Linked DNA regions of Mus musculus: all the other regions are linked to region 1. The links are chromatin contacts, called in public Hi-C and promoter capture Hi-C maps. All regions are on one chromosome and are shown on one strand. The core of a region is the stretch at or near the end of the contact, and the rest is flanking DNA. Distances in the headings are between cores, read along the strand shown.

Region 1 (8,000 bases), core at 2,240-4,739:
ACTAACACTAGAGTAGATGAAACATGTTAAGAGTTATGTATCTCCATGGGTGACTAACTAGGACTTTATATTTTTCACCTTGTATTACAAAGTTTGAGAGATGAGAGGGCACCCAGGTTATATAGATTTGTCATCCATGGACAGCCAACCCCTGGTACCTACACCAGGTGGGGGTTAAAAGTAGAATGTAAAATAGCTTAGGTATCATGAGAATATTTTTTTCTTTGACCAAAGATTAATTTCCCCTTCTATTCTGAATAAAGCTTGAAGCAAAAGTTTCACGTGAAAACAATACCATAAAACCAAGCCTGACTCTCCCTGCTTGACTAGACTTAGGTATTCCATTCACAGTTCTGAACCTACCACAGGCTGTAAGCCCCAGAGGGGAAGTTCAAAAGGGCAGCTCTGGGGACGTGTTCCTGTCATCAGGCTTTTCTACTCCTGATCCCGGGGGACAAGCTTGTCAATCATCTTTGTTTTCTGAGTGACACAAACTCAACTGGTGGGAAGAGCAAGCAGGTGAGACACTCCTGCCTTCTCAAAGCACCACTGTGATGTTATGGTTCCTTGACTAGCCTCACTCCTAGCCTCCCTTTACTCCTTCCATCCTTGATACTTAGTAGCCACCACTCAGCAACTACTGAGGAAAGAGCTTTGGACTGGAGCTTCATGAGCTCTCAAGCAGGCCAGTCACAAGTAAGCTGAAGGTAGAACCCTCACCAGAGCTTTCCACGCCAAGCTCCTCAAGTGAATTCCTTCCACAAGCACAAGGTCCTCCCATCTGGGATCCAGATTCAGGAATCCACCCTATGCACTGACATATGACAGGTAAGTCCTGGCCACATTACAGGGATTCATCTCTGAATGAAGCACACTGTTGACATGTCTGGCACTCCGTGGAAAGGTTCTTTTAACCTAAGTCATGTTGGCTCCTGACTGCTGTGACAGCCAGGAGCACAAGACGCTGAGGAAACCACACAGGCTGTTGTTCATGAACGTCACGTAACTTGTACATTCTCATGTTAGCTGTCCCTAAAACAGCATCACTGAACTCCACCCACTCTCAGCTGGAGGATGCTGTAGCCAGGTAGTGGTGCACGCCTTTAATCCCAGCGCTCAGAAGGCAGAGAAGGAGGTACATCTCTGAGTTTGAGGCCAGCATGGTCTACAGAGCGAGTTCCAGGACAGCCAGTACTAGGCAGAGAAACTCTGTCTCAGAAAACCAAAACTAAACAAACCAACACACTGTGTTTCCTAATATATCAGATTATTCATGTCTTTCAACATATGGTCAAGCTCATCTCCAGCACTAATTCCAAACACCATGTTGGGCCCCTTCATTGGTCTCTGTCTTACCAGCATTGCCAAAAATCTGTAGCACTCAAAAGCAATCTAAAACAACTTGCCTGCCATTTTTGGGCATTATAAACATCAAAATGTATAAACAAGAAACTGAATGAAAGGGGATATGTCTAAGGAAAACTAAAGACCTGAATCGCTTGACAGTCAAAAGGCCAAAGGGAAAAGAAGAAAACAAGAAGCTGCCATTCTATTTCAAAATCATCTTAAAGTAATGTAATTATTCATTAAAATAATTGTTCATGTAAAAATAAGTAACAGATAACTATCATAGATGAAAATTTAAAACTAAACACTCAAAGTTAGCCCTTTGTAATGGCTTCTCTTTTTTAAATCAAGTACATAAGACAAGGAACAAACTGCTACCATATATGTAAGAATGCCTTCTAACTGGAATTATGGAAATTCTTAAACGCTATAAACTGCACTTAGAGAGACTGCCATCTTCTAAACCAATCAAGAATATACAAGTGATTAAGAAATTACAATGGCAATTTAACTCGAAAGAAAGAAAGAGAAAGAAAGGAAGAAAGAAAGAAAGAGAGAGAGAGAGAGAGAGAGAGAGAGAGAGAGTGGGTGGGTTTTGCTAGGAACATGGAACGGTTCCTGGGAAATTGGTGAAAACCAGGACACAGGGAGAAAGGCCCTGGGAGGGAACCCTGGTCCTGGCCCCTGAGATTTGGCCAATGCCAAATATAGGCAAGGATCTAGGGTGGAAAAAAAAAATGTGTTGTGTGAACAGTATGGCTGTATGGGACAAGGACTTAGCCACTGTACCTGCTGATCCTGAACTCCCACGAGGGACAGACATACTTTCTCCCTCTAATTATTTCTCCACTCATAACTTTGCCCCCTCCCCTTGTACACACCTTTCCTAACATAATATTCGGCAAGATTCCTCAGGGTACAACTTTGAAATACAGTACGAGAACCCAAGAAACCAACACGAGATTTCAAAGGCACCTGACTCCTGAGTTCACACACGCTTCCGGGACTTGTGAACCTGCCCAGGCAGGCGGGAGGCACCTCCACTCCTCTCTAGACAAATACCTTTAAGAGGCGGAGACAAGAAACAGAAAAGGTCCGCCGGGTCCTTGATTAGGGAACTAAGGTTACTGGTGACAGTAACCACCTGCTCTCCAAAACCCTTCCAGATCTGGAGGGGCACAAGGGGCGGGGGGGGCGGGGGGGGGTAAGGGGTTGGGACGTAAGGAGACTCCTGCTAGGGTTTCAAGAGTTGCTACTTGAGCGAGTCAGATGACGGTGAAGAAGCCCGGTGTTCCAGGCAGGGCCTGCGACTCTGGAGCTTCTGGGTAGCACCAGCTAAAGCCCCTGCAGCCAAAGTGCCCACCCATGCCCGGGCCAGTCGCTCCCCACTCGGGACTGCTCTTCGCCCATCCTTAGGCCTCAGCCCCCCGTCCCCACCGGGCACCGGTGCCCGCCTTCTTACGCTGAATGGGCGGGTAGCAGCTGGGGTCCTCGGCGCCCGGCTGGCAGCGGCTGGAGAAGGCGCTACGCGGGGTCACGTAGTTGCTGGGGAAGATGCCCACCCGCTGGTTCAGCTGTCCGGTCCACCAGCCCTCATCGCCGGACACCTGCGAGTCCTTGGACAGCACCTCTACCACATCGCCCAGCCGCAGGGTCAGCTCGTCCTCGCCCGCCGCCTCGTACTCGAACACAGCCGTCCAGTAGGGCAGCGCGGCGTGAGATCCCAGCTCGGCCGCCGCCTCCTCCTCGTCCTCCTCCTCTTCGGCCCCAGCGCCCGTGGCATCGTCCCCCGGCGGGGCGGCAGTGGCACTCGCCAGGCAGCCGAGAAGCGATCTGGAGGACTCCATGGAGCGGCTGGTCCATAGGGTGCGGGGCGGCCGCCCGCGGGAGCCGCCGCCGCCTATTGTTCATGCGGCTCGGCAGCGCTGGGGGCTCCGCGCCCCCGACGGCCGCCGCAGGTAGGGCCCGAGCAGGCTGGGCGCGCGAGAGTCGAGGACGCCCGGTGCGCACCGCGAGCGCGCACCGCGGACAGGGGCGCGGCGCAGTCCCGGCCGCCTGGCGCCCCCGCGGGCGGCCTCGCCCCTCGGCGGCTCCCACCTGCTCGTGCCGCCCGTGCCCGCCGCCCGCTGGCCGCTCCCTCCCCTCCCCGCCCCGTGCGCCCCGCCTCCCGCACGCCCGGGACCACCTGACGCGAGCCTGGCTCCGCCCCAGCCCTGCGGACCCGGGGGCGGGGCCTCCAGGATGGGCCCGCCTCCACAGCCAACCCATCCTCCCATTGGCCCGCCGCGGCTGTCCGTCTCCTGAGGGTGGCTGAGACCTCATTGGGTGGCTCCCGAAGGTGAGACCCAGCGTGCGTTCGGACAGTCCGAGCGGGCTGCGGAGCCCTCTGTCTTTTGTCCGCGCCGTTTGGTCCTACGGGCTGCGCCAATTCCCGGTTCAGATGGATCTGCTGTTCCCCTATTTGGCCACGGGGACCAGCTTACGTCCACTGTCGCCGCTACGCACACACTCACACCCCGGAACCTTATGGCTAGCGATGGAAGAACTCTTTCGATTGCTCTGCTGGCCTTAATGAAGACTGTGTTCATCTTTGTAAGAAGAAGTTCCTGGCCATTGTTATTAGAATTCCGAAAGGGGAGGTCTCCTAGTGGGGCTTCCGCAGGCTCGGGAAGTCATGCGGAACCAGCTAGTTTGCGCTTGCCTTGTGAAACTGGCTATATCTAGGACCCTGGTGACTGGATACCCAGTTTCCAAAGACTAAAGGAGTAAAGGCGGGTGCTGCCTGCCATTCTTGGGCAAGGGCTGACCTATGCTATGTCTTTTTGTTACCTGCCGCCACCACCCCCAAGGACCTTAACCTCTTTTACATGTTTTTAAGCCTGTCATAGCAATGGCTTCCATATTTCAGCCATGGTAACTACCAAACTGTATTTCCAAGACAGGCATTGATGTGATTTGTGTAACAAGAGTCAGTACTTCATTGTTTATTTGCTCATTTGTGGTTTTGAAGCAAGATCTTACTGGGTAGGCCATACTGGCCTCTCATTATCTCGCTGCCTCAACTGCCCAAGTCTTGGGATTACAGGCGTGTGCCAATGTGCCCCACCAGACCATTTTTGTTTCATTTTAATTTGAAGTTTAATATTAGGCAAACTGGAGCAATTTGAAAAAATAGCGAGGCAGCTACATGACCTTGGGCAGGTGCCATCTGTTTATCCTTGAAGTGAAGACCGTGGAGGGAAAAGCCTCCTGTGTTTTAGTTTTGGACATCCAGTGATTTGCAAGGGGCTGTGACTACATTGTAAAGGGAGACACTGTGCACATTTAAGGTCTTGGGAAAGGGATGAGATGGTACTGTTCAAGGAGCATCCAGACAGTCCTGGGGACGGAGATCCGGAAGTAAATCCCCTAACGCAGTCAAGTTTATAGGAGGGTCTAACATGTTCAATTCCTGGGAGGGTCAGTAAACTGGGAAATACATGCGTGAGTCTGGATAGATTCTCTTGATAGAAGCCACTCTGCCTACAAGAGGATGGGAAAGGGAAAATAGTGTTTAAACAAATATTTTATTTAATAAAATTTTCATGTGTGTGAGAAAGGAGTCTTACAAAGTAGATAACACACACACACACACCCTGGAGGGGCTGTAGAGATAGATGGCTTGGTGGTTGAGAGCATTGACTTCTCCAGAGGACCCAGATTCCGTTCCCATCCCCCACTATGGCACCTCCTGTAACTTCAGGGGAAATGACATACTTGACTGGTCTCTATGGGCACTAGGAATGCACATGGCGCGCACACAGGCAAAGCACTCAAGCACAGAGAATGGTTTTACAAAGATGAAAACTGGAAAGGAGGATGTTAACTGGGTCTTCAAGTCGTACAATTATTGATGGATTGCAGCTTTTTGAATTGTCATTTTTCTCCCCTACTCACGCGTGGCCATTTCCACACACCTCTTCTCCCTGGAGGAGCAGATGAGAATAGTCCTGGCTCCCTAAGAGTAAAAGAAAAAAAAAAAAGAATGCCCTGCTCAATTTAAATATTTAATGCTCCAGCAAGTGCTTAGAGCCTCATGAAGAGTCACTCACCAAACATTCCAAAAAGTCACTCTCTAAATATTTGTTGAATGGATAAGTGCTAAGAACTCAAACTAGGGAAGATCCTTCAGACCACAGTTGCCTAGCAGGGCTTCATGGTAGAGAAGCAGAAACAGAACCGGTCCCAGAGAGGTACGGGGGGTGGGGGGGGGAAGAGGATAAGAAAGAATGCTGGAAACCTACTGAGGTTGGGTTGCAGAAGGCTTGGTAGCTATTTGATTCACATTAATAATTATTTAATTGATCATTTGAAATGATTTAATAACAAAGGTGTTTGCCATAAGGGCAGCAACCGGTCTGACTTGTTCCTTATAGCTTTCCTGGCGTCTCAGAACGCCTGGCACATAGCTAGTCACCTCTCTGGACAGTCACACCTGGTGGCTGGCTTGGCTATAAGCCTAGGAAGTCTGGGTTTTGTTTAGCAGACCAAGGTTATCACAGGGCCAGGGAAATGGTTCACTGGGTAGGAGTGCCTGCTCCACAAACATGAGTACCTGAGTTCAAATCCCTAGCACCTGTGTAAGAAGCTAGCCGTGGCTGTGGGTGCCTGTAACCCCAGCACTGTAGAGCAGACAGGCTGAGACCTCCCTGTCTGGCCATCCTTGCTGAATCATTAGGAGGCTATGAGCAGGGCTTTGGGGTAAAATAACTGAGAGTTTGCCACCCTTGCGTTCCTCAGCTGGGAGTTGAGGAATGTTAGCCAGAAAAGCAACATTTTCTCTACCACACTGGAAAGAAGAGCATCAAGCAGGAAAAGACAGGTGTCCATCAGTGATAGCATTAAACTTAGATCAGATCCTGACTGTATCCCGAAAAACAATCTACCTCTGTACGAGACAAGATTTTATTACTTGTTGTTAATTATACATTAATTATATATGTTCACTAAGTAATTATATTTTGTTCCATTAAATATTTATATGTTTCCTTATGACACTTTCATACTTGTATATATTTTTATCATCAATCTCCATTACCCTCTCTTGTTCCCTCCCCATTCCCAACTAGTCTCGCTTCTATATTCATCTTTGTGTGTGTGTGTGTGTGTGCATGTGTGCATGTGTGTGGTATGGGTGTATGATGTGTGGTGTGTGTTTGTTTGTGTGTGGTATGTGTGTTTGTGTGTGTGTATGTGACCTATTCAGTCTCCTTAGAGTTGCTTACAGGAACATGAGGACTACTTACAGAAGTCCGAGCACCTTTCCCTGGCTACCTCACTGAAGAAAACAGCAAGACAAGTTTTTGGTGCTGGTTCCTCAATTGTATGGTAGCAGAACATGCCTTCCGTGGGTGTTATAGAGTTAAACAAGACAAGCCTCTCAAAGCATGCTGTTTAGCGTCAGCGACCGTATTTCTTTTTCTCAGATTCCACCCTTTAGCAGCACCTTAGAACGTAGTAGGTCTTGACTGGAAACTAGGGTCGCTCTCAAAAAATGAGAATTAAACTAGAGTTGAAAAATAAGGGAGGCAGGAATAAAGAAAGAGATAAAGAAGAGGGGGGAGGTTAGAGGAAGGCCAATAAGGGAACAAGGGATTGCATTCGAATTCTAATTGATGCTTATTGGCAAGTTAAATCCCTGTATCCTAGATCCCTCCTGTGAAAAGAATAATACGATTTCTCCGGCCTCCTAGACTAAGGGACAGGATGTATGGTTTATACTTAGTGCAGAATCCAGCACCTAATTATCACCATTGATCCTAAAATTCAGTTTACTAAGTGACTGTCACCTTCCCCCTAGGTCTTTTTGGGGACATCTTACTTTAATTGGCAAATACCCATTGTACATAGTGATGGGCTTCGTGGGCTTTGGCTTCTGTTTTCAAGGATACCATGTACCTTTGACCATATCTGTCACCCCACCCTCTCTTTACTCTTCCCTCCCCTCTTGTCTTTCCCAATCGTCCTTCTGCCTTCAAGTCCTGTGTGTGTGTGTGTGTGTGTGTGTGCTCGCAGTCACACGTGGAAGTCAGAGGATAATTTTATGAAGTCCGCTCTCTTTGTTCACCTTCATGCAGGTTCCAGGAATCGAACTCAGTTCATGAATTTGCATAGCTGATGCCTTTACCTACTGAGCCATCTCACCAGCCCTGAAAATGACCTGGTTCTGTGTATGGTTAAATTGGACTCTGCTGTGTGCATATCCCACACTTTGTTTATCTGTCCCCCTTTTGGTGGACATGACAATTGATTGGTAATTGACTGTGACGAATAATGCTACAACAGACAGGATGTACAAGCTGCTTGCATTAGCAGCTCTGCTCTCCGTTCTGTGAGAAGCTTCCATGCTGATTACCATAGGGGGCTGGGCCAATTTACATTCCCACCAGCACTGTGTGCTGGGAGAACGTTTTTTTTGTTTATTTATTTGTTTGTTTGTTTGTTTGGTTGGTTGTTTTTTCCGAGACCAGGTTTCTCTGTGCAGTCCTGGCTGTCCTGGAACTCACTCTGTAGACCAGGCTGGCCTCGAACTCAGAAATCCACCTGCCTCTGCCTCCCAAGTGCTGGGATTAAAGGCGTGTGCCACCACGCCCAGCTGGGAGAATGTTTTTGAA
Region 2 (8,000 bases), core at 3,483-5,982, 990 kb before region 1:
ATAAATAGTGGCTATCATTACAGCTGTTAGATGTCAGAACCATAGCAACAATGATGCTACACACTTATTCTGAGCCCCACTTCCCCCTCTCCCAAAGAGCTAAGCTTCGCTGTGGCTGCCTGCAAGGTGTTAAGGCCCACACACTCATGGCTGGGTTCTCAGGAAAGAAAGAAATACCTGGCCTCTGGGCTTTTTTCTGAGGAACTGAACAATTCACCTGCTTTGCTCAAGAGTGCCCTAACTACAGGGCTGGGAGTACCACCTGACAGGAATCCCCTTCACCACTGACAACAGCAATGGTTGACTTTTCCACCTCTCTCTGGGGTTAGCCCAGCCTCTCTGGCAGAGATAATAGGTTGCCTAGATAGTGGAGGATTACAATTTGCTTTGGAGACCACGGGTGTAGCTCAGAGGTAGTCAGCATGTCTTAGCATGCTTATGAGCCCTGGCTTCCATCCTTACCGAAGTGTCTTTTGGGGGGTCCAAAAAAATGCTCTAAAATTGACTGTTGGTAGTGGTTATACTATACTGTAAATATATTTTAAGAAGATCTAATTGTATATGTTAAATGGACATTTAAGTTGTGAATGGGCTGATGAGTTGTCTAGCAAAATAAAGTTGCTACATTAAAATATATTTTAAGATTTTAAAATGGATATTTATATATCTGTTTATTTAGTGTGTGTGTGTGTGTGTGTGTGTGTGTGTGTGTATCTCTACCACCATACACAGGTGGAAGTCAGAGAAAATTTTGAGAAAGTGTTTTCTTCTTCCTCCATATGTGTCCAGAAGACCAAACTCAGGTCATCAGGCTTGATAGCCAGTACCTTTCCTGGACGATCTGTAAAACTGACAGGATAGGATAACATATTAGTCCTATCTCTCAGGAAGTAGTTGTGAAGATTTTCAGTTCAAGGCTAGCCTGGACTACATAGACTCTGCTTCAAACCAAAACCAAAACCAATGCAGGAGACCAAGGATATGGCTCAGAGGTGAATTGCTTGCCAGCATGCAGAAAGACCTGGGTTTGGAGTCAGGCAGTAGTGGAGCAGACTCTGGGGGGAGGGGTGGAGACAGACAGGTCAGACAGATATGTGTGTGTGTGTGTTCAAGGCCACCCTGGTCTACAGAGTGAGTTCCAGGACAGCCAGGCTACACAGAGAAACTCTATCTTAGGGGGAGAAAGAAAACAACAACAACAACAACCCCCCCCCCCCGAAAAGCCTAGGTTTGATTTCCTAGAGCTATAAAAAAATAAAAAGGCTCTTTTTAAAATAAATGTTTCTCATGCATTTACGACTCTTGTAAACCCAAATTATTCTTAATTATTCCTTTGCAATTATATATATATATGTATGTATATATATACATACATATATATATATATATATATATTATACTTTGATCATGTTTCCCAGCTCCATCATCCTCTTATCCCCAGCCACCAAACCCTTTCTTCTTATCATCAAGTCTCTCTCCTACTTTCATGACTATCTTGGGGGTCCTATTTCATTTAACCGGGGTTGCTTGTGTGAGCGGGTGGGGACATAAGATCATTCTTAACCTCCATCTTGGGATATCCACAAAAACCCAAACCCAAACCAAACCACAACAAGCACTTACTCTAAGCCAGGGAGAACCATCCTCATTTGGCAGGAGAGCAGAGCAAGGCAGGATATAAGATCTATAGGGAGTATTGGAAGTATGCTAGGAGGGGTAAGAGGGAAGGAAAAGGTTGGAGAGCCCGTACTGGCCAGAGAGAAGAGGGCTAGACCTGATCCCCATCCTGGCAATATAAAAGCAAAGGGAAAAAAGTGAGGACGTAAAGATAAAGCAGAGCCTTCCAGAGGGACGCGAGAGGCACAGCCAGTGAGGAAGGGTGGATGGGAAAGGACACTCCAGGTAGGGGAGCAGATGGTGAGGTCTCAGAGGTGTGGCAGGTGGTAGCTTGTTAGAGATGTGCCAGCAGGGTGGGGAGGCTTAGGTGTCGGTTTTTCAGCGGGGTGATGTGATTGGATTCCTGCCAGACTGCTGGAGAGCCCCGGACACAGTCCGGGCTGGAGGACTTTGTTCCCAGTTGCTGAACTCTGGTAGGTGGTGAGTAATGATATGGGTTGACATCGTGAGATGCGGCAAGTGTTCCATGAAGTTCCCTGTTAGTGGCCAAACTGCCACGCACGGCTGGAGACTCAGCTGTCCTTTCAGAAGACATGATCTGTCTGTATACCCACTTTCTTCCTTTGCTTTCTTTTTTTTCACCCATCCTTCTGTTTGGTGGGGCTCGGGCTCTTCTTTACCCTTTCCCTGTTTCTTTTCTCTTGTCTCTTGGGTCTTCCTGCCAGGACCACAAGTTTTAGTAAGCTATGCTACGGTCCTGCAGTATTTCTCATCTTTTCTTTTGCTGAGACAGGATCTTGCTTTGTAGCTGAAGCTAGCCTTGTATTTGGAATCCTCCTGCCTCAACCTCTTTCCCTAATGCCGGAATTACAGGCTGTCCAGATCCTGCCAGGCTGATGTTTTTCAACCCCCTTAATGGTCTGGGCAGGTGCAGCTCCCTCAGACTGGGTAAGTAGGCAGGATGCCAGGTGTCTATTTTTCAGAGGAAGAAAGGAAAAAGAAGGGAATACATCAGGGGTTTCTCCTAGGCCCACAGGGAGAGGGGGGAGCTTTCTAAAGTGGTCCTCTGCCTGTGATTTGGGACCCTGAAAGGGGTTGAACCGGACCCTTTCTTTCACAGGGGGCACCTAAGACATCAAAAAATACAGATGTTTACATTACGATTCATAATACTACCACAATTATAGTTATGAAGTAGCAACAAAAAATAGTTTTATGGTTGGGAGTTTTGTCATAACATGAGGAACTGTATTAAGGGGATCACAGCATTAAGGCTGAGAGAACCACTGCTCTAAGGGATGGGTGTGTTGTTGTGGCAGTAATTCACAGCACCTTTATTGGAAGCTTTCTAGGTGAAAGGCCCTGAGGTGTAACTTTGTTCAAAGGGTATCTGGCAGAAAAGGAAGAAGAAGAAGAAGAAGAAAAAGAAGAAGAGGAGGAGGAGGAGGAGGAGGAGGAAGAGGGGAACTGAGAAGAAGAAGAAGAAGAAGAAGAAGAAGAAGAAGAAGAAGAAGAAGAAGAAGAAGAAAGAAGAGGAGGAAGAGGAAGAAGAGGAGGAGGAGGAGGAAGAGGAGAACTGAGAAGAAGAAGAAGAAGAAGAAGAAGAAGAAGAAGAAAAAGAAGAAGAAGAAGAAAGAAGAGGAGGAAGAGGAAGAAGAAGAAGAGGAGGAGGAGGAGGAGAACTGAGAAGAAGAAGAAGAAGAAGAAGAAGAAGAAAGAAGAGGAGGAAGAGGAAGAAGAAGAAGAGGAGGAGGAGGAGGAGAACTGAGAAGAAGAAGAAGAAGAAGAAGAAGAAGAAGAAGAAAGAAGAGGAGGAAGAGGAAGAAGAAGAGGAGGAGGAGGAGAACTGAGAAGAAGAAGAAGAAAGAAGAGGAAGAGGAAGAAGAAGAAGAGGAGGAGGAGGAGAACGAAGAAGAAGAAGAAGAAGAAGAAGAAGAAGAAGAAGAAGAAGAAAAAGAAGAAGAAGAAGAAACAAAAAACTCCAGTAGATCCTAGGTAGGGCACTTGCACAGATAAAAGAAAAGGCTGGGCATGGTGGGGCACACCTTTAATCCCAGCACTTGGGAGGCAGAGGCAGTCGGATCTCTGAGTTCGAGGTCAGCCTGGTCTACAGAGTGAGTTCCAGGACAACCAAGGCTACACAGAGAAACCCTGTCTCGAAATAAATAAATAAATAAATAAATAAATAAATAAATAGAAATAAAAAGAAAGAAAGAAAAAAAAAAGAAAAGGCTAACAGGCCTTCTTAATTTATGAGTCACTGATTTTCAAGGAGTGCTTCAACATTTATTGAGCACCTCTAAGACAGGCCAAGTACCTAGTACCAAGTACCTAGGCACAAAGAGATAGTTCCTACTGTCATATGGCCACCCCTCTGTAGTGAGAGTCACTGTTAAATGGATGCAGCTGACCAGTGCTCAATTTGCTCACCTAAGACGCGCTTGAAAGCAATTCAAGGAGGCTCAGAAGCAGAGCAAAAAGCTAGGGGCCAAGCCTGCAGCTCTAGGTTCCCCAGGCCTCGCTGGAATGTCAGTTTCCTCCATTTAAGATCTGCCAGGTGTTTTTGAGTGCGCAGAAATAGCACTCAGGGACACCCATTAAAAAGATTCCTGAAGCCCACCCCAGCGTTATAGAATCAGAATGGCCTGATCTACATTTCCACCCCCACCTAACCCCCTCGGGACACTTTTGAGATAGTTAAGTTACACACCCTAACCTAGAGTACAGCTTAATAGGGAGATAATAACCTGCTTTGAAGATAGGTCAGGCAAGCGATTCAAGACCTAAATGGGCGACGTGTGTAGAAGAGGCTCTTAAACAACAGTATACTTCCTTGCAAATGACAGTAATTAAAACATCCAAATAATAACCAAACAATAACAGTAAAAGAACCGGAGGGCCCTCTAGGAAGGTGGCTTAACTAGAGTATTACAGCCAGAGCAGTTCGAGTGACTGTCTCTTTAAGGTTCCCTCCCCCCGCCGCCAGGGGCGTGTCAGACAAGGTCAGAGGCGCGTGCGCGTGACTCCTCGGGGCGGTCGCAGCGGCGCGACGCCTGCGCTTGTTGCGTGCGTGCCTGACCCCGCCCAGGCCTCGTCCCTGCCCTGCCCCCTCTGCGGGGCCTCCCCCGCCCGCGTCGTACAGCTGGGCCAGTGACGCTGGCGCAGCCGTCGCCACCGCCGCCGCGTTCCATCCTCAGGAGCCGGCCACCGCTCGCGTCCTCGTCCTCGTCCTCCTCCTTCGTCAGCGCCCGGCCGCGTGAGCCAGACCAGGGCACGCGAGGCGTCGCGGGGGACCCGACAGGGAGTGCAGGCAGGCGGGCGCGCTCAGCGGCGGAGCGGGTTCGGCGACGCGGGAGCTGCTAGCGCCCCCTTTCCCGGAGGTCTCGGCGCCGCTCCCGGGTGAGTTGTCACCGCCGCCCGGGCTGGAGGGGCCGGCTTTGTGTCAGCGGCGCGCGGGGCCGGTTGTCAGGGCACTGGCGGGCAAGCACTTCCTCAGGGACGCGGGCCTTCTGCGCGGCCGCCTGCTACCGCGCCGGCCGGTGTCAGCACTGCGAGCCGCGCGGGAGTAGCCGGGTCGGGCCGCTCCGAGGGCGGCGGCGTGGTTGTGCCGGTGCCCGAGAGCGGAGAGCAGATCGGGCTCGGTGGAGCGCGCTGCAAGGCGGAGGCCCTCCAGTCCAGCGAAGCCGCGGTTCCGCACGGCGGGACCGGCTTGGCCGAGGTGGGTTTCCTGAGGAAACCTTGCAGCCGCTCGCCTGTGCGCGGGAGCGTTCTGGAGCCCCAGCGCCTGGTCGCCTCTTCAGTCGCAAAAACTTTTCTTATTATGTGGGCTGAAACTTGCCGAACCCATTTCCTGTTTTGTTTCGGTTTTACTGTAACTACATATAGACTTTCTTACTTGTGAGACTGATGGTCCCTCCCGGGACAGCCACCATGGTGGAAAAACTTACCTGTAACGGAATTGGGAGGGCAGCAAGGCCGGGGATCCCAAAGAGGCATTAAGTTCATTGGGAACTTTACATTAGTTCAGCAGAGGCCCAATGTTGTTGCCACACACTTCTTTGGTGACAAGGTAGTGTGCTGCCCTTTGTTGCTCTTGTTGGTTGGGGTTCGAAGAGAGGTGCGGGGACATTATCCTTTTCAGTTAAGCCATGGGTATTTAGTCCTTTCTAGATCTGCAAGATCCGCAGTGACTTTCCACTTTTCACTGGTCAATCGGTTTTTGGTGTTAGAATCCCTTTGGTTAATAATAATAATAATAAAATCACACATACACACACACACACACACACACACACACACACACACACACTTTTGTGCTCTGGGAATTCTACACCCAGGCTGTCACCATCTAGTGGAGACTAGTAGAGACATGCCCTTGGCTTTGACTTCTTAGTTTTCTGAGCTTTGCATTTTTCATTAGATGCACATTCAAGTAGAAATGAGAACTGTCTTGAGTTGGGGGTGGGAGTGGATTCCTGTATTTCAATAAAGGAATCACTTCATAAGGTGGTGATACTGTGGAAAACTTGTTGAGGGTTTATTGTGTCCCAAGCTAAATTCATTTAGCGTGTGTGAGTTTGAGTGTGTGAACTTGTGCTGGTGTGGAGGTCAAAGAACAAACTGCAGGAGCCAGTTTTCTACCTCCCAGCAATTGAACTCTGGTGATCACGTCTGGTGCTTCTCCACTCTGAGCTATCACACTGGCCCAAGTTTCACTTTTGATCTCATGTAATAATATTTGAGGTAGGGCCGATATTATCCTTATTTTTTCAGTTGAGATGAAAGTTACACATGTTAAATAATGTAAGCCACAAATGTAAGTTCTGGAGTGTCTAGATTCTTCTCAAAACACCACTGTTTGAGGCTCTTTCTCTGATGATAAGCATCCCTAACTTGCTCCTGGAAGCCCAGTAATGGTAGGTTGCACAATACTAGTTCACTTTTTTTTTTAAATTTCATATCATACACAGCATATGCCAGTCGTTACCTGGTTTTATAGATACTGGGATGATTAAAACTGAAACCAGACAGATTTTCATGGTGCTCAACTTTTAATTTAGTTTATTTTGATTTATGGTGTTAGTTTTCATTACTGTTTGCTGCTTTTTGTTTGTTTTTTGTTTTTTCGAAACAGGGTTTCTCTGTATAGCCCTGGCTGTCCTGGAACTCACTTTGTAGACCAGGCTGGCCTCAAACTCAGAAATCCGCCTACCTCTGCCTCCCGAGTGCTGAGATTAAAGGTGTGAGCCACCATGCCTGGCTCACTGTTTGCTGCTTAAGGAACTTTGTACCCATTAAGTTTAAAAGGAAGAACAGTTATCAGTTCGAGACTGACCCTGTAGATGGGATTCCTGTCTACAGAGGGACTCTGGATATTGTAGTAGGAATGAGAGAGGAAAAAAATCCTCACCTTCTGCTATAGAAAAGGCTCAGGGTATGCAGTCCTGAGAGCAAGCCCACCAGGTGTCAGTTTGACTTGTTGAGTCCAGCTTCTCCAGAGCCAGCATTCAAGCTCACTGAAAAGAGAAAGCCAGGTAAAAAGGTCCTGCAGCCTGGTAGGTGGCAAGACCTCAGCACTCTGTGGTTTCCTGCCCGGTCTCCATGGTGTGGCGATTGAACTGGAGCACTTATGTAATGATGCATCTTCTGACAGGGGATTTCCTCCTCTACTGTGTCTGGGGCCTCGGTTCCTGCTTCACTGCTTCCTACACACACACACACACACACACACACACACACACACACACACACGAGAACACGTGCCCTCCAAAGGTACTAATTCACTTGGCTTCTAAAAGTAAGACTTTTTACAAGTTTATTATTACTAGTAAGCATTATTTTACACACATTATGTTTGTCCATTTCTCACATTAAAACTTGCTTTTGGTTGTGCATGTCTGTAATCAGTATTGGGGAGACCTGAGGTAGGGTCATGACTTCCAGCCAGCCTGGGTACACATACAGTGAAACCCTGTGCCAAAATCAGATGACAAAAAAACCAAAAACAAAGAAACCAAAAAACCCCCAACAACCAAAAGACACCCTTGACCACCAAAACATCCTTTACTCTCATATTTCTCCTGTGCTTTTTTTCTGTATTTTTAGCTCTCTTGACACCTGCTCACTACTGGTATCCTCTGTAGGCTTAGAGAAACAATAAAGTATCTTAAAATTTCAGTTAGGGAGCTGTGGAGATGGCTTAGTGATTGAGTGCTTGCTGTTCAATGTCCAAATTCCGAGGACTGGAATTTGTTTTTTAGCACCCAGCCAGTTCACAGCCATTCATAACTTCACAGTTTTAGGGTACTTGATGCCCTTTTCTGGGCTGAATGCACACAGACACCTGTGCATAATCATTAAAATCTTAAAATATTTGTTGAGAC
Region 3 (8,000 bases), core at 1,950-4,449, 640 kb before region 1:
TGACAACTGAGCTGTCATTGTTTCTGAGGAAGGACAGAGACGGTGTGGGACACAGAGTTGGGTAGGGACCACCCTTATGTGAGCCCTACGGATCTCTGCTCTCTGGGAAGTTCAGTTGGTCAACTACCAACCGAAGAAGATGAAGGCAGAGCACTCACGTCTACCTTGGCTCTCCAGTTTGTAAGCTCCTCTGTGTCCTCCTGCCCCGACCTTTTCCATGATGTATCCAGAATCTCTTCCTGAAGGCCAGGATGATGTCATGGGTATGCAGCCAGTGCAGTCATCTTGACATTTTCAACCATGTTGCCTTGAGGCCAAGAGGATGGTGACGTGAACAGAGGCAAGAGACAGGTCTGATAAATGTCTGCTGCCAGGCCATTTTGTTCTTGAAGTATCACACAGTTTGTATGATGCTTTTGATTTGGCTGTTTTCCTGTTGTTGCTGTTGTTGTTGTTATTGTTTTTGTTGTTTTTTATTTTTGGTCTAAACCCAGAGCAACATTAACCAGCAAATTACATACTACCATTACAATTCAAGAGGTAGATAGATAGATGCATACATACATACATACATACATACTTGGGGAGAGTAAAGTTTCCCATCTTGAATTTATAATGACAGTATCTTCTGCCTACTCCTTTTAACAAAGGGCCCACATTTTTGTTTCTGTCTGGTTCTCTCATTTTATATAGCTGGTATTTGTCTGAGTGCTGTAGTGGACTCTGGATGTGAGTTGGTCCCTGCAGTATGCTACTTGATCCTTCTGGTTTGGAGGTCAATTTGAGGCTCACAACTGCCAGCTCCTGGGGCAGCAGACACAGCGGCCTGGAAAGCAGCCACCTACCCATCTCATCACACACGTGGGCGCTGCCGAGCTTCTGTCCTCTCAGGCTGACTTTGAGGCTTCTCACCTCACCTAGGCTTTGGAAAGAGAGTGCTCATAAGAGTCCCTGGTGTGAGCCGGAGGCGTGGTGGCGCACACCTTTAATCCTAGCACTTGGGAGGCAGAGGCAGGAGGATTTCTGAGTTCGAGGCCAGCCTGGTCTACAAAGTGAGTTCCAGGACAGCCAGAGCTATACAGAGAAACCCTGTCTCGAAAAACCAAAAAAAAAAAAAAAAAAAAAAAGAGTCCCTGGTGTGTGTATGTGTGAGACGGGGTTACTGTGAGCAGCACAGAGATCACACAGCAACATGGAGACCAGGGCAGCCATTGGTTTCTGCCGCTGCACCGAGGGCCGGAGTTAAGGCTCAGAGAAGCTATTTCTGAGACATGGTTCCTCAAGAAGCAGGTGGTCTGAGCGTGGACTGAAAACAGTGTGCCTACAGGGGCTTCTCTTTCTAAAGAACGAAGGTGAGAAGAAGGGAGGAGATGCCTTTTCAAGTCCCTCCCCAGAGCTGGGGATGCGACCAGGAATGCCAGGATGGGAGAGCAGGGATGTCTCTGTGACATCTGACTTCACCAGCGATGTCCCTGGCAACGCACCTGGAGGTTTGGGAATAGGGCCTGCTTTCATTCTGCTTAATGCTGCATATCAACGCTTCAGATGCCAATGGCATTTACAGTAGATAGCAGGGAACACCCTTTGTCCCTCTTAGACCAGGATCAGCCAGCAGACCTGGAGGAGGGCTCAGGAGCCTGACTCTGCTAGGGTGATGCTAATAATGAAGCTTCCCTCTAGATCAGTGGTTCTCAGACTTCCTAATGCTGTGACCCTTTAATACAGTCCCTTGTGTTGTGGTTGTTTGTTGAAAGGTGGCTTGTTTTACGCCGAGCCAGCGCAGTTCTCACGAAAGAGGTTCGTTGTTGAAGGGGGAAAGAAGTGAGGAAGAGAAAAGAGAGAGATGGGGCAGGTCTCTGTCTTTTATCTGGGCCATGATGTAGTTGCCAGGTAATGATGCACACCACCGCGCACAGGTAATGCAGGTGAGACATACACAGTGAATGCCGCCCTGGCAACAGAAGAAGGAGGGTCCTTGTCGCCTAGGGATGATGTCATCGTTGAATTCAGAGGCTAACTGTAAAACACTTCTGATGCTAACAGTGGTGATCCTCAAGCATAAAATTATTTTGTTGCTACTTCATATTTGTAATTTTGCTGCTGTTATGAATTGTAGTGTAAATATCGGATATGCGGGCTATCTGAGATGCGACCCTCCAAAGGGGTCCCGACCCACAGGTTGGTGCCATTACTGTCAGCTCCCAGGTCTTTGCTTCCTTGCCCCGATGGCTGGCTTACTTCTTCCTGCGGGGTCCAGTGGAGGCGAAGGACAGGCCAAGCGGTGGGTGACGGTGTGTGCTAGATCTCACTCTACCCTGGGGATCTGAACTCTGCACAGGGGTCTCCTTTTCCCTCCACTTAGAGGATCAGTTTAGGTACAGGATCATTTCTTTGCCATAAGCATATAGAGAAAGCAAGTTTGGACCACCTGTAGGAAGGGCCACTTGAAGCCACACCTGCCTAGGAAGCTGGGGTTTGAATGGGGACAGGGTGTGAGAGGGCATTCGTAATATCCTGTGTCGACCTGCAGAGGTTCCTCTTTCAGCTGAACTGAAGAATGGAATGTGCTCCGCAGGGCAGCAGGTGGGACAGCACAAAGGGCCCTTGTCTGAGCTCATGCCCACATGTGGCTTCTCCCACAAGGCATCTCTCAAGAGTTGGGGCTGGCAGAGCAATGGTGTGGGTCTGGCTCCTGGGAGTGCAAGGGGTATGACTGCAGGGAAGGTAGAGCCTTAGGTCTGTGGGTGTAAGGGATGTGGGTGCAAGGCAGGGATGGGACCTACTTTCTCTCTTCCCCAAACTCTCTTGCCTTCTTGAACATACCCCATTGGTGGGGCTGGGAAGGATCAGTTCTCTCTGCCTAGAGGGAATGAAAAGATGCATTGTGCGACCGCTCAGAGTCTGGTCGCAGGCCAGGAATTAGGCCTTGGAAGGAGAGGAGGAGAAAGGCCGAGTTCAGGGAGCTGGGGGTGGACAGCCAGAGAGATAGCATGAGGGAGGGCGGCCAGGCAGCAGCAGGTCACCACTGCTTGGCTAGGCTGGGGGGCCTAGGTTCACAGGTGTGGGGCCCGAGGGAAGAAGTGGGGGAGGAGGTGGGCACTGTTATCTTCCCCAGATGCTCCTGCTGCAGGAGGGGAGGAGGGTCACAACTTCAGACTATTTACTTAATCCCCAGGAATGTCCTCTCTTCGCTCTGTTCTTTGTGCCCCTTGTATTTAACGGACTCCTTTATGGGCACATGTGTGGTAATTAACACGCGCAGTGTAGGGCCTGGGCCATGTGTTTGAGTTTCAAATATCCATTGATCTGGGGCAATCCCATCCTGCTGCCCCCTCCTCTCCTCCTCTGGTCCTGGGTTCTTGAAGACAGATGGGGGTGGGGTGTGTGCATGGGGGGTGGTGCACACCTGCACCCACATGTGTTTTATTGATGCCACGGAGGCGGATCTGAAGAAAGGAAGAGTACCCAGGCAGTCCCTCTAGCTCTGAGGCTCTACTGCTAAAACAGCTGGAGGCCGCAGGAGCTGAGAGATGGACTGATTAGGGGTTTTCACTGATGTAGTCCAAAGGGCAGTGGCTGGGAAGCAGGCTGAGCTTCCAGACTACTGACTGGTCTGGGGCAGCCTGTGTCGAGGTGGGCAGTGAGCTTTTCTTACCTGTTTCTTTTTGGGCTAGGATGTAAAGAACTCTAGGTGAGCTCGCAGGGTGACACAGGGGTGAGGGCAGGGGGGTGGAGCACTGCCTGGTACCATGAGGTACCAGGATGACAATTCTCAACTTACCTGAGGAGACTGGAGAGAGATAAAGAACAATGTGGATGGAGGGATCCAGAGAGCATGTGCAGAGCGGGGTTTTTAGTGTCCCTCTTGATGGCTCAGAGTCACAGAGTCCTGCGGCTGGGCTGATGCTGGGACTGCCAGCCAGTGAAAGGCAAGGGTTGTCAGAGGAAGTTTTCTGAAAATTTCTCATTTTCCTATAAGGGGTCTGAGAGTTTGTTGTTTAAAGCAAGTGAGAAAGAAACAAAATCATGAATATAGATTCCATAAGGTTTCCTTCTGAAATTTCTGTATTTGTCAAGCCAGTCTCAGAATAGGTCAGAGCTTCTGAGTCCAACTCACCTTTAATGGGTAGAGAGTTCTTTTTAATCCCTCACTGGCTGCTCCACAGAGTGTGCCTTGAGTAAGGAGTGAGTCACAATTATTTCCCCAAGGTCCCTGTCTGTGTCTCTATTTTTAGAGGATCTTGTGGAGTCTGGCCTGCAGAAGGATGCCAACCTGGGACCTGTGCCCCTGAGGACGTGGGTCAGAATGTATTGATGGGTGGCTTAGGGCAGGGGTGATGGTCGGCAGGTATTCCATATAAAAGAGATGCGCTCTGCAGCCTCCAAACTTGGCCTAACAGTTGAGGGCAGGGGTAATGAGCAGACCTGAAGGAGATGTGCTCTAGTGTCCTAAGCCTGATTGAGATGTACCAGGCTGGCTGTCCAGGGGTAGCCTATACATGAAGCATCACCCTTGAGTCTATGTTTTTACCCTGTGGCTGCATATTTGAGTCCCTGGTGATATTAGTAACTGTTGGTGTTCTGTGTCTGCTTCTTTTGTTGGGTACATGTTTATTTGGAGCTCGAAAGGCTCCTGTTTTTCATAGCTAGTGAGGCTGTAGTCTTGAGTGAAATTGGTGAGAACCCCAGCCTTGTTTTATGGGTTCCCATCAGGACAAGTAAGCCTTTGTGATGGACATAATCTTCAAGTGGGTGTGAGCCTTTCAGGGACCAACAGTTTCTAGAGTCTTAGAACCCTTCTGCCTGGAAGAGGAGGTGGGTGGCCTCTCCAAACAGCCCTGGCTGGTAGCTGCTCTAGATAGAGCCTCTGAGGAAAGACCCTGAGAGGGGCTACCTGGAATGAGTGTGGACTTTTTGCAAGTTCTCACACTCTTTGGGTGATCGGCCCCAGAGCCTGTGAAGTCCAGATGAGAGAACTCAGGGCTTAACGGCCAGTGGGAATGCGCTTGCTTACTCATTGTTCCTGAGTTAAGTTCAAAGTGAAGAACACCACCTTAGAGACAGCTCGGAATGGGGCGATATGCCTGGATTTGTCTCAGGGCCATTTCTATTCCTTAGCTCTGAGGGCCACGCGGCACCTGCATGAAGGTGGATGGCTTGTCATTCCCAGGTCTCTCTGCCCTGATTCTGTACCTGCAGGAATGTAGATAATGAGGTTTCGGACCGTTTATTGTCAGATTTATGTGCAAAGGCAACACATTAGACTAGCAAAAGCACTTCTTAAAAGGGGAAAGGTGGCTGGGGTGATTTTTATCTTTTTTAAGACACAAAGCTATGACAGTTAAGACAGTGAGGTGTTGGAGGAAGGACAGATAAACTTAAGTCAATAGAGAAGAGAGAAAGCAGAAACACTCGCACCAGAATAGAAGTCTAATAGCGAGACAAATGCAGTTCAGTGTAGCCAAGGGTTCTGTAGTAACTGGCATCCACAGATCAAACACAGTAGGAAGACAGGAGCTGGAGAACGGTCTAGCAGTTACAGGTACCTGCTGTTCTTCCAGAGGACCTGAGTTCAGGTCCCAGCATTCACACCAGGCCCCTCCTAACACCCACAGCTCCAATTCCAATTCCAGCAGATCAAACACTGTCTTCTGACTTCTGTGGACTCCTGTGTGATGCAGACACACTCACTTATGCCGAATTAAAACAAATATTAAACAAACAGAAAAATGACAGAAAATTCTTAAAACCTCATCCTCAATGTAATGCTTTATGAAAAATAACCCATGCCGGATCATAGTCCACACCGTAGAACGCAAAGCCGTTACAACTTTTAAAAGAGTCCGTGAGAACATTTTTACCACTCAAGACATGAGGGAATATTTACAAAACATCTGCCGGACACAGGACTTGTGTCTAGAACATACACTCAGCTCTATAGACTCAACAGTTAGAAAAAGTTTAAATTAACAAGTGGGCAGACTACATACATAGACACTTCACCAAAACCGATCTACAGAGGGCAAAGAGCTCATGGAAGATGTTTGACGTCATAGGGAATGCAAATGAAGACCATGGTGAGCTACCCCGATTAGAAGGGTTAAAAATAGTCTCCATACTAAATGTTGGTGAGTTGGCAGAGAAGCCGCATCCCTCATACACCACTGGGGAGGATTTAAATAGCCCAGCCATGATGGGAAAAGGGAAATCTCCTCCTCCTCTGCTTCCTCTCCCATCGCCCCAGCTCGCCCCTCCCCCCACTTCTTCCATTCCCTTGACAGCGTGTGTCACTCGGGCTGGATCTTAAACTCCTGGCTCTATGGCTTTAGCCTCCTAAGTGCCGGCGTTAGAGGGGTGAGCCACCATACCTGACTGCAAGTTTCTGTTAAAAAATCGAAGCATAAAGTTAATTTGAATTTACCAATTATATTCCAGACCGTTATTTTTAAGGAAATGAAGCCAGCCACACAAATCACCCATAAGTAATATATAGCAGCTTTATCTATAATGTCAAAATAGGGACAACCCAAGTGCCCTTCAGCAGTTGCAATGAGCTGGGTCACGCCTGTACCGCAGATGATACTCAGCAGTATATGCTGGAACTTGGGAAGGTCTCAAGGGCATTGTGCAAAGTACACACACACACACACACACACACACACACACACACACACACACACACACCATATTCCAAAAAATTAGATGCTACACAATCCCAATCATACAACATCCTAGAAATGACAAGATTATAGAGGTAGAGAACAAACAAGGAGTTGCTAGGTGATGATAGGGTAAAGGAGAGGGAAAGTGTAACCATGAAGAGGAGACCCATGGCAGCCTCTGTGGAGATGGGATAGTTGTGTATGACAATGATGTGACGTGAATCTGTACATAGGTATAATAATTCAGAGTTGTATACACATAAACAGGGGTGTGTGTGTGTGTGAAACTGCTGGGGTCTGGGTAAGATAGATGGTGCCCATATCAGCTTCTTGATTTTGATTTTGTTCTATCCTTTTGAGCATATATAATTACAGTCATTTGTCAGTATCCATGGTGGTGTGTGGAGATTCTAGACCTTCCCTATGTATTCTAGGCTGGCTTTGAATTTCTGATCTTCCTGCCTCTCCCTCCCAAGTTCTAGGATTATGGGTGTATACAAACAGAGTTGGGTTATACCTTGCTTGGGATCAGTCTCAAGCTTGTGACTCAAGGCAAACACTCTACCAGTTGCTGTCCCTTGTCCGTGGTTAAGTCCCCTATGTAAAGTGGAATGTGACATTGTATTTGTGTAAACTTAAGCACATCTCTTCACAATGAAACATTTTAAAGAAGTCAGATGAGTTCTGTGTGAATCCAGTCTTCAAGTGATTCATGGGCTACAGGTGCCTCTTGCTCTATCTTCCTTTCCCTCCTCCTCTTTCTCTCCCTTCTCTTTTTCTCTTCAACTTCTCTTCTTTTTTTTTTTGTCTGCCCTTCATCTGCATTCCTAGCTAGCCCTGGGTTGTTCCTTTTATTCAGAAGAATGCATGACTTGAGGACAAGGGGAAGGTGCTTGCAAAACCCAGCTTTCAGTTTGTTCTTCCAACAAAGAGGAAGTGTGGAGGTGGGTAGAAAAAGCGTGGACCTCTTGCTTAGGAGCGAGCTTCAGGTATTTTCACTGGTCAGCACAGGGACAACTTTCAGCCCACTTAAGAACCTCCTTCCCCAGGAGCCATGCCTCTCAGGAGATGCTGGGGCTAGCAAGCATTCCACCCTCCTGCAGTGACCCAGGGTAGCACCTTAAGAGACGTTTGCAAACAGGATGATCAAAGAAGTTACCCGGACTTCTGTACTCCAGCCTGAATCGCGTAAATCTGGTGCCTTCAAATGCAAGAACTTTGTAGTTCTATCAGGCATCACTTTATTCCTAGAAAAGATGGACGGGCACTGGTGTCATCAAAGAATATAAGGGAGGGTTACAGTAGTGATGTGGCTTGAGATGAATTCAGGAATCGCGG
Region 4 (8,000 bases), core at 1,953-4,452, 580 kb before region 1:
GGATTCAGTCCATAGCTACCCAGCCACATGCGCTTCCCCCACCTCTTCACATGTGTGCCTGTGTGTACATGGACACACACACACATACAGACACACACAAGCACACACAGAGACACACAGACACACACACAGACACACACACACATGCACACACGCACACATGCATGCTTGCACACACTCACCAACACCGCCTTCTACAAAGGTCTCTGCCTTCTAGAAATACTGCTCTGGGTACTAGCAATTAATTGCATTCTCTCAGTTGCAAATTTGCTCCCAGATCTCCAACAGAAAGCTCCAGTTAGTTCTGTGGAGTGGGGTTGTGAGGCCATGAAATCATATTAGGGCTGTCAACTGAGCTGGACGATGGGATGAGCAGACCAGAGGAGGGGAAGGGCTACACACACAGAGAGGCAAGAACTGGAGAGAACACATGAATGGCAGACAGGGAAGGTAGTCTTGGTTCCTCAGGTCCCCCGATCTGAGTTCCACAAACCCCTCCCCCACCAGGCATCCCAGTGCACGCCCCTCTCTGTTTCGAGAACCATTTTCATTGGTTCCTATTTCCTAGAACCCAAAACACTGTGTTAAAAGAAATTTTACTTCATCTTCTCCACTGTGACCTTCTTATGGTCAAGGACTAAGTCTTCATTGTGTCACCAGAATGTAACTGAACACATGGGAGGTGCACACAGTAGGAGTTTTGAGTGAGTCCTGAGCAAACAGACATGACTCTGAGTCTCTGTGTAAGGAGCCCTGGCTAAGTATGTCTTTCTAGTCAGTCTTTCCCTGCCCTTCCCTTCTTGTACAAAACGTTTCCTTGCTGCTATCTACACAACCCACATGACCTACGTCCTCCTGCTTCCTGAAGTCTGGCTGTGACAGATATCATTTCCATGAACTTTTTTTGTTTAAAAAAAATACTATGTCTAGCATATTAGTCCTTGTGTGTGATAGGAGACAATACCTTCAGTTCAATTGCATCTGCCTCAGCAGATACCCAAGGTGGCCCCTGGACCACTCATTGAAGAAACACAGGGGGAAAGCAGGCTGTGTGTAGAGACATATAAGTAGACCTTTTATTTTATTTTTATTATTTTTTTTTGAACCAACCCAACATTTCCACCGGCAACTGTCAACACAGCTTAGGACACGAGCATTGTTTTATTTTTTATTTTCTTTTTAAAAAATCTGTTTAAAATTAAACAGGTGTCGTTTTAATTTTGTCTTTCTCTCTTAGAAAATGTATTTATGTCAATGCAGAAAGCCTCAAGACCCGTGGGCAGTTTTGTAGTGTGTGTGTGTGTGTGTGTGTGTGTGTGTGTGTGTGTGTGTGTGATTTAAAGCCAGGTCTTTTCAAAACACACAGGGGAAAGGTCTGGGAGGTGGGGTGTCAGCGTGTCAGTTCTTGTTTTCTAGAAGCCTGGATTCTTTGGCAATGTGGTGACTTGGATCCCTTGGGGGCAGGGCATAAGAAATGCCCCACAGTCTGGGAAGAGGGAGCTTTATGCGGTTTAAAAACAAGCAGGAACATGGGGGAAATGAAGGATTCCGGTCCCCATCCAATGAACATGCTTTCAAAAGTGGCCTGAAGGCCAGGAGAGGGGGAAGGAAGCCCCTGTTCTCTTACAAGCCTCCAAATTCATTTCAAGCCACCTCTTCAGCCCTCGGAGTATGGCACATCAGCCAGGGAGGGGTGGTGACGCTGCCATGCCCCCAATCACTGACACTTTAAGAGACCCTTAGAGACACACTCCCTTAGAGACCTCCCCAGTTGAAGACCCTCTTCTCCCCCACCTCAGACACAAACTCAGAAACATTGGAGAGGTGTTCCCCGTGTGTCCCCGGGTGCCCTTGGTCAGCCTGGAACACTCTTATCTCTGCTCTGAAGTCTCTTTGTGGGAGGGCACACACACACACAGGTGCAGCACAGAGACGTAGAATGGCTTCCACTGAGAAGAAGGTGATTCCTCTGTGGTTTGGCTTTGATGTCAATGCACGAAGAATGAAGCTCCTCCTATGCCCTGAGTTGGAGCCAAGAGATGGCAGCGGCCTGATGAGAGTGGGAGGGTGTCTGTCACTCAGATTTGGAATTCCTTCAGGGTCCTTTGTCACTAACTTCAGGAAGAGAAGACAAGACAATAACCTGGTAGGAGAATGAAAATGACTACAATGACGACCAGGTGAAGAGAGCATCCCAAGGCAGCCATTGTCCAGATGGCTCCTTCTCATACCCTGACAGCTGAGTGAGGGAGTCTTGATGCATCTTGCTGGAGACAGGGCAGATCCTGCCCCTTGTGGGGAACTAGAGTCAAAGGAATAGTTGGGTGGTGGGATAGAAGGGGACGCTCAGGGCTGTGAGTGGCAGGATGGGGAGAGGTGGATTTTTTGCTGTTGTTGGTTTGTTTTTAATTAAATACTTTGGACAGTGGATGCCTTCTCCAGTTTATTGGATTGGTTAAGTTTTGCCCTTTCTGTGCAGTGCCAGGGCCAAGGTCAGGTGAAGTTCCTGGGGCTCGGGTCCCGATGTGTCTGCTCCAGGGATGAGTAACCTGGGAAGGTTGGTGAGGATGCGTCCTTCTCTCAGGAGAAGTCCCAGGTCTGCCCTGTGGCGGTCTTGTTCCGGCGGTTCAGAACCCCTTGATGTAGCAGTAGGCCTCCAGCGTGGCAAATAGTATGTAGAGGAGCCATAGGCTCACAAAGAGCCATGTCGTGGCAAGCTTGCAGCCACGAGGACCTCCGAGCTCCCCGCCCAGATGGGGCCGCCGACGATACAAGAGCACACTGAGGCAGACAAATGCAAAGATGGTGAAAAGAGTGACCGAGAAGGCCAGAGTGCCAGCGGACACATGGAACTCCTGTCCCTGCATGGCCCAGTAGATGGCGGCCACGGACCAGGCCAAACCAATACCCAGGAAGACATTGACGGCATTACTGCCTGTGACGTTGCCAATGGAAGCATCTGCATACACGTCCTGCAGGGCAGCGGCTTTGCTGGCAAATGTATCTGGAAAAGGACAGAGACAAATGGGAGCTGTGGGAGGATGGGCTGAGCGGGGCCTTATGAGCATCCTTTATAGGCAGCTTGGCAGCATGGGCAAAGGGACCACTTCCAGCTCTGCTACTCTTGAGCTGTGTGGCCTTGAGTGCATCCAATATGGGTCAGGGTTTCCTAGTCCTCATCTGTAGGTATCTGAAGCTTTCTACGAGCTATTCCCATCCCAATATTTACCTATCAGGCATATCGTTCCCCACTGACTCTGTTTTTAGCAAAGAAATAATTCATAACATCTACCCAAGGAACTTTCACATCCCTGGAAGCAGGTTGCCACTGTCATGTGGGTCATGCACTCACGTAACCTCGACGGCGACTGAACGATGCCCATGTGCTCAGGAAAATAAGGGCTAAGGCATCTACAGAAGGTCCTTAAGTTAGCTAAAGACTTGACTCTAGAATTCCTGTGGAAGAATCCTTTTCATAGTATCCTCCCACAGCCAAAGAGTTTCATCAAGAGCCATGCAATCAGAGATATGAACCATAGCATATTCTTCTGAAAGCCCCGGTGTCGTCATGTGCTTTCTGGACCAATTTTTGGGTCTTGGAAATACCTTAAACTATGCCCCTATGCAGTATATCCTGATATCTCACTGTTGCCAAGTTTCCTGGATCTCCCAGGGAAAGTGTCTTGGTCTATCTTAACTATAATTTTTCAGGTTGGCTCTTATCTATCCCTGGTTATTTTCCCCATATGTCTTTCCCCCTCACATCTGCCCCTTTCCCTCTGATGGCTGAGGCATGTCAAGGCCTGGGGAGCAGTGAGCACAGGGCATCTCACCTGCAAGGCTCCTGGCACCATTTGATTTCTTAACAGCAGACTCACTTCTATAATAGCCAGATTTCTGACATCACTAATTCATAAAGCAGTTCTCTCAGCCCCCCAGTCTGAGCTGGGATTTTAGAAGAAAGATTTCCTGAAATGTGCTGTGGGTATAGTGTGATGATTCATTTAGAGTATTAACTTGGTTAGATGGGGATTGGTCGAATGGTATCTGTGGGTGTGTCTGTGATGAAGTTTCCAGAGATTATTAGATCCTAAGGGCTATGAGTCAAGGAATGGACACATTCACTAATGAAGTCATAATTCAGTGACATTATTAGGAGGCACTGAAAGGCAAGAGGGACCTAGTTGGGGCAGGTATCTCACTGGGGAACATTTCTTGGGGGATAATAGCTTGCCTTGGGCCTTTTACCACATTCTTTGTTTCTTGTCAAGCAAGATATGAATTGCTTTTCTCCATCGTATCCTTCCATGACATGTTGTGCTGACACCCCAAAACTGTGAATAAAATGGATTCTTCCGTCTTTAAGTTTTTCTCTTGGGATTTCTGTCATAGCCACACTGAAGAACTTAATACTTAGAATTGACCTCTGGAAGGGTATCCTTCTTTGTTACGGTGACGGATGCCCCAGATTCACCCTGGAGACCTTTGCCTGGTGAGATTTAGTACAAATACTTGAAGCTAGCAAAAGGTCAGAGTTCAAATGCCGTAGAAACCCAGATTGAGTTAAGTAGGGAGCCTGGCCTAATACCTGCTACTTAGTATTTGTCATTCAGGCATGGTTTCCATAGGACCTGCCCTGACTCAGCTTAACTCAAGGTTTCCTGTTTGACACCTTTACTTCATAGGAATTATTAAGATGGATTTTAATTAGTTGGGTCTAGTCTCCTTTGCTAGATTTTTTTTTTTAGCTAAGGGCTGAGGAGGAAACATGTCTGCCTTGACTCACATAATAGATCTGCAACCAGCACAACACCGTACCAGGCATCTTGAGAGCTCAGTCAACATTAGTCTACTAAACGAATTAATGAATAGTTACTGCGGTTTGCCTTTGGATGCTTAGAAGAAGATAAACAGCATGGAATTCCTCACACTAAAGGACAAATCCCACTAAGGTTCTCATGCCAGTTCTGATAGGAGACGCTTTGACTTCAAAGGTGACCACAGGAGCAAGGGAGGCCAACAAGGATTGTAGGTATCTTTATGGGGACATCTGTGAGCAGGCTAATCTTTAAACTCTCATAGGCTGCCGAAGGCAAATGGAAGGGCGTTATTCTATTTATTTAATTACATTGCGTGTATCTTATTAATATAACATGAAGGCTAAGAAATCGGGCCACTCACTTGGTTAGGTACCATATACTTGGTAGGCCTCAGTTTCCCCTGTCTAGTAAGGCTTGGATGAGCAGGGCAGGGATTGGCCATGTGAATTGTTTGTGACCCACAGGGCCTGCTGTTTCTGATCTGAGATTAGGCAGAGTGTAGGGGTCATTTAAATGAGGGGACATCCTCCCTGCAAACTTAAGCACTCCTCACTCTCACCTGGCACAGAGGTGCCGAATGCCACAAAAACAACAGCTGTGACCGAATCCTTGAGCCCGATGGTGCAGCCGAAGTGAGAGGCCAGGTCCCCGATGATGGCGGTGAGCATGCCAATAATGAGGATGGAGACCACGAAGCAGGCCCAGCCGTGGCAGTACTCTGTGGGGGGCACACAGGCAAAGAGCACCTTCCAGAAGACCGTCAGGAAGTGCATGACGTAGTCAAAGCAGGATGGCAGCCTCTCCTCTCCAGATTCGTCTTCATCCTCATCCCCTCCTGGAGATAAGATAAACAGGCCTGAGAAAGGGAAGGGAGGTCAGAGCTCCACCCATGAAAATGTCAAGTCCAACCCACATCCCAGGCATCCCAGGCCAGAATGGGGATCCAGCTCTCTCTGGACAGCAGGTGGGAAACAGGGTGGGCACCACACAAACAGTTGGGAAATGGGAAACAAACTGGTCATGCAGCCACTGATCAGCTTAAATGCAGGGTGCTGAGTGAGCACGGAAGAAGGCAAACAAGCCATGGGATAAAGAAAAGGAATAGAGAATGGGATTAAGAGGCAGGGTGGGAAAACAGGACAGGAGATACAGAGGAGGGACAAAGAAGGCCGGGACTGGATGCATTTGATCTAGGCAAAGAAAACAAAATTGGCTGTGTGGTTGCTCAGTCTTCACTGGGTGCCAGTGGGATTCCTCCTGTGTTTTCTAACCTGTCTACAGCAATAGCAATCATAATACTGTCGTTATTCATCTCCAGGGGAATGGCTGTCATCCTAGATCATGGAGGTAGACCAGAAAGTTAGTACCATCCCTCTGATACCCCATGGTCTATGCTCATTCTTGCTAAGAGATGTGGATGCATGTGCCCCTCCAGTGGCCCAGGAGAAAAATCTGCCTTAGTTTGGAAGGAGCAGAAGTCAGGAATTTGGATTCTAATTCTAATTTTGAATGAAAGAAATCTTAGCCTGGGGCACTTTACCTATAGTTTCTGAGCTTCAGTTCCCTCCTTTGTGAAGGGGGGGGGGTAGACTATGTGGCCTACATTCCTTTTGTTGTCTCTTGAGGGGCACAGTCAGGTCATCAGAAGGGACACAGCAGAATGGGTGAGAAAGCAGGGCAGCAGCAGCAGCGAGCCTCTTTTCCTGGCTGTGAGTTTGCTCTGGCTCTGGGGCCTTAGGGATGTGACCCTGTGGGTTGCTATGACAACAAAACCTCATGGAAAAAGACAAGGCCAGTAGTGCTTGTCAGTTCCAGAGAACTATAGTGTTGCTGAGAGACAATGCAGGGGCAGCTGGGAGACCCTGTCCATCCTCATTCCAACACATTTCCAGGCATCTGGGGCTTCTGCCTGGGCTAGACTGGGTCCTCCTGTAAATGTCAAAGGAACCATCCTGGGTGGAGATTAGTTAAGGGGGTCAAGGCAAAACATTTTGCTAACTCTTGACATCCAGTCCTGTAAGGCAGAATTATTTTTCATTTTACAGAAAAGGAAGACAAACCAAGGAGAAGATAAAGAATGGTGGGGACTTGAGTTTCCTCTGTACTTATTTAACAGTCGTTCTCTTTAGGGCCAAGAACACTGAAGACAGAGAGCATCCTTGCACTAATTGACACAAAAGGATCAAGGTTGGAAGACAGATGTGGCTATCTCTTTCAGCTGCTCAGTGAGATAGGTAAACATGTAGGACCAGAGCCAGGAAGATCCACTGTAGACTCTCCTTGGAAGTGATAAGCCACAAAGCTAGGCTTGATCTTCTTTCTTGGGCATTGTCGGTGCTCCTAGCAAGGCTCTTTTTAGGACCCTCTTACCTGCACTAACAGTGATGGCTTCCATGAACTGGTCCCTCCAGGAATGGGTCCCCACAACCAATGCCAGGTTTGTCTTCTTGATCAGCTTATCCACTGTACTCTGTCATGGAGAGAAAAACTTGGCATGATAAAGTTAGAGTTCTCAGAACCAATGAGGCCTCTGTGTTACATAGGAATGAAAGATGCCCTAAATTGTCCGAGTTCTAAACATTTTCCATGAGGTGGCTTTGGATGGTGTCTTCCCTTTTCTTTGGTTGTGAATTCTGACAGCAGGTGCTCAGAGAAATGTAACTCTAGAGGATTTTTGTGGTCTCGCTGAGACAGGGTCTCTCTGTTATGGATCTCTGGTTGTGGTGGAATTCTCCATGTGGACCAGGCTGACCTTGAATTTACAGAGGTCATCTGCTTCAGCCTCACATGTACCTGGAATTAAGGGCCTGTGAACCACCACACCTGACTTTAAATATCACTATAGAATAAGATGTCAATAGGCCTTGCCCTGGAGTAGTGAGTTTTGGTATCTTTAAAACATACACTTAGACAGTTATGGTGCCACACCTAAAGGCTGCCTCCCCTACTTATTTGATATTCTATATCATGTTTCCCTATAGTATTCCTAGTGTACAAATAACCAGCACTACTTGTTGGATATTATAAATGGGGAAATGGAGACTTGAGTGAACACATGATTTGTTCAGTTTCCATTTCACATTCTCAGTAGTGAAATCAGAACAAGGCCTTATGGAGAGATGGCTCAGTGGTTAGGAAATACCCAGTTCTACTCCTGTCCCCCACCTTAATTAGCTATCA

The links. Promoter capture Hi-C pulls out the DNA fragments that hold promoters and counts their contacts. A called contact is a pair of places that touch in the nucleus more often than the background predicts.
Region 2: a contact with region 1 is called in a promoter capture Hi-C map of hippocampal neurons, with 6 times the contacts expected there. The contact joins the promoter of Susd6 here to the promoter of Map3k9 in region 1. A contact is called at or near these places in 1 of 39 promoter capture datasets (hippocampal neurons) and 1 of 115 datasets of contacts at active chromatin or transcription factors (trophoblast stem cells).
Region 3: a contact with region 1 is called in a promoter capture Hi-C map of neural stem cells. The contact joins the enhancer-like site here to the promoter of Map3k9 in region 1. A contact is called at or near these places in 1 of 39 promoter capture datasets (neural stem cells) and 1 of 115 datasets of contacts at active chromatin or transcription factors (embryonic stem cells).
Region 4: a Hi-C map of the N1E-115 cell line shows a contact between it and region 1, with 9 times the contacts expected there. The contact joins the enhancer-like site here to the promoter of Map3k9 in region 1. A contact is called at or near these places in 12 of 39 promoter capture datasets (the 3T3-L1 cell line, 3T3-L1-derived adipocytes, the HPC-7 cell line and 6 more), 3 of 15 datasets of contacts at CTCF or cohesin (the NIH/3T3 cell line, embryonic stem cells and pro-B cells), 35 of 484 Hi-C or Micro-C datasets (B cells, the Ba/F3 cell line, the C2C12 cell line and 23 more), 6 of 115 datasets of contacts at active chromatin or transcription factors (astrocytes, embryonic stem cells, neural tube and 1 more) and 1 of 9 other capture datasets (embryonic stem cells).

What each region holds. Positions count from the first base shown.
Region 1 is chr12:81,777,681-81,785,680 of GRCm38.p6, forward strand. It overlaps Map3k9 (mitogen-activated protein kinase kinase kinase 9), which reads right to left and starts at 3,490. Exons shown (of 11, transcript NM_001174107.1): 1 at 2,810-3,490. The coding sequence starts at 3,194. It overlaps Gm46366 (a long non-coding RNA gene), which reads right to left. Exons shown (of 3, transcript XR_001780649.2): 2 at 5,284-5,344; 3 at 4,340-4,869.
Region 2 is chr12:80,785,800-80,793,799 of GRCm38.p6, forward strand. It overlaps Susd6 (sushi domain containing 6), which reads left to right and starts at 4,733. Exons shown (of 6, transcript NM_178682.4): 1 at 4,733-5,016.
Region 3 is chr12:81,138,187-81,146,186 of GRCm38.p6, forward strand. All of the region lies in intron 5 of Smoc1 (SPARC related modular calcium binding 1), which reads left to right. Among named protein-coding and RNA genes, the nearest start is that of Mir3067, 24 kb to the right of the region's middle. Within about 2 kb of position 3,200, at least 71 of the 459 cell types and tissues checked have an H3K27ac peak or open chromatin away from gene starts, as enhancers often do. A contact at or near this core is called in neural stem cells, where this site is marked.
Region 4 is chr12:81,196,864-81,204,863 of GRCm38.p6, forward strand. It overlaps Slc8a3 (solute carrier family 8 (sodium/calcium exchanger), member 3), which reads right to left. Exons shown (of 7, transcript NM_001167920.1): 5 at 7,191-7,290; 6 at 5,380-5,655; 7 at 1,052-3,004. The coding sequence ends at 2,628. Among named protein-coding and RNA genes, the nearest start is that of Gm3693, 27 kb to the right of the region's middle. Within about 2 kb of position 3,203, at least 19 of the 459 cell types and tissues checked have an H3K27ac peak or open chromatin away from gene starts, as enhancers often do. A contact at or near this core is called in the N1E-115 cell line, cerebral cortex, liver and 3 more, where this site is marked.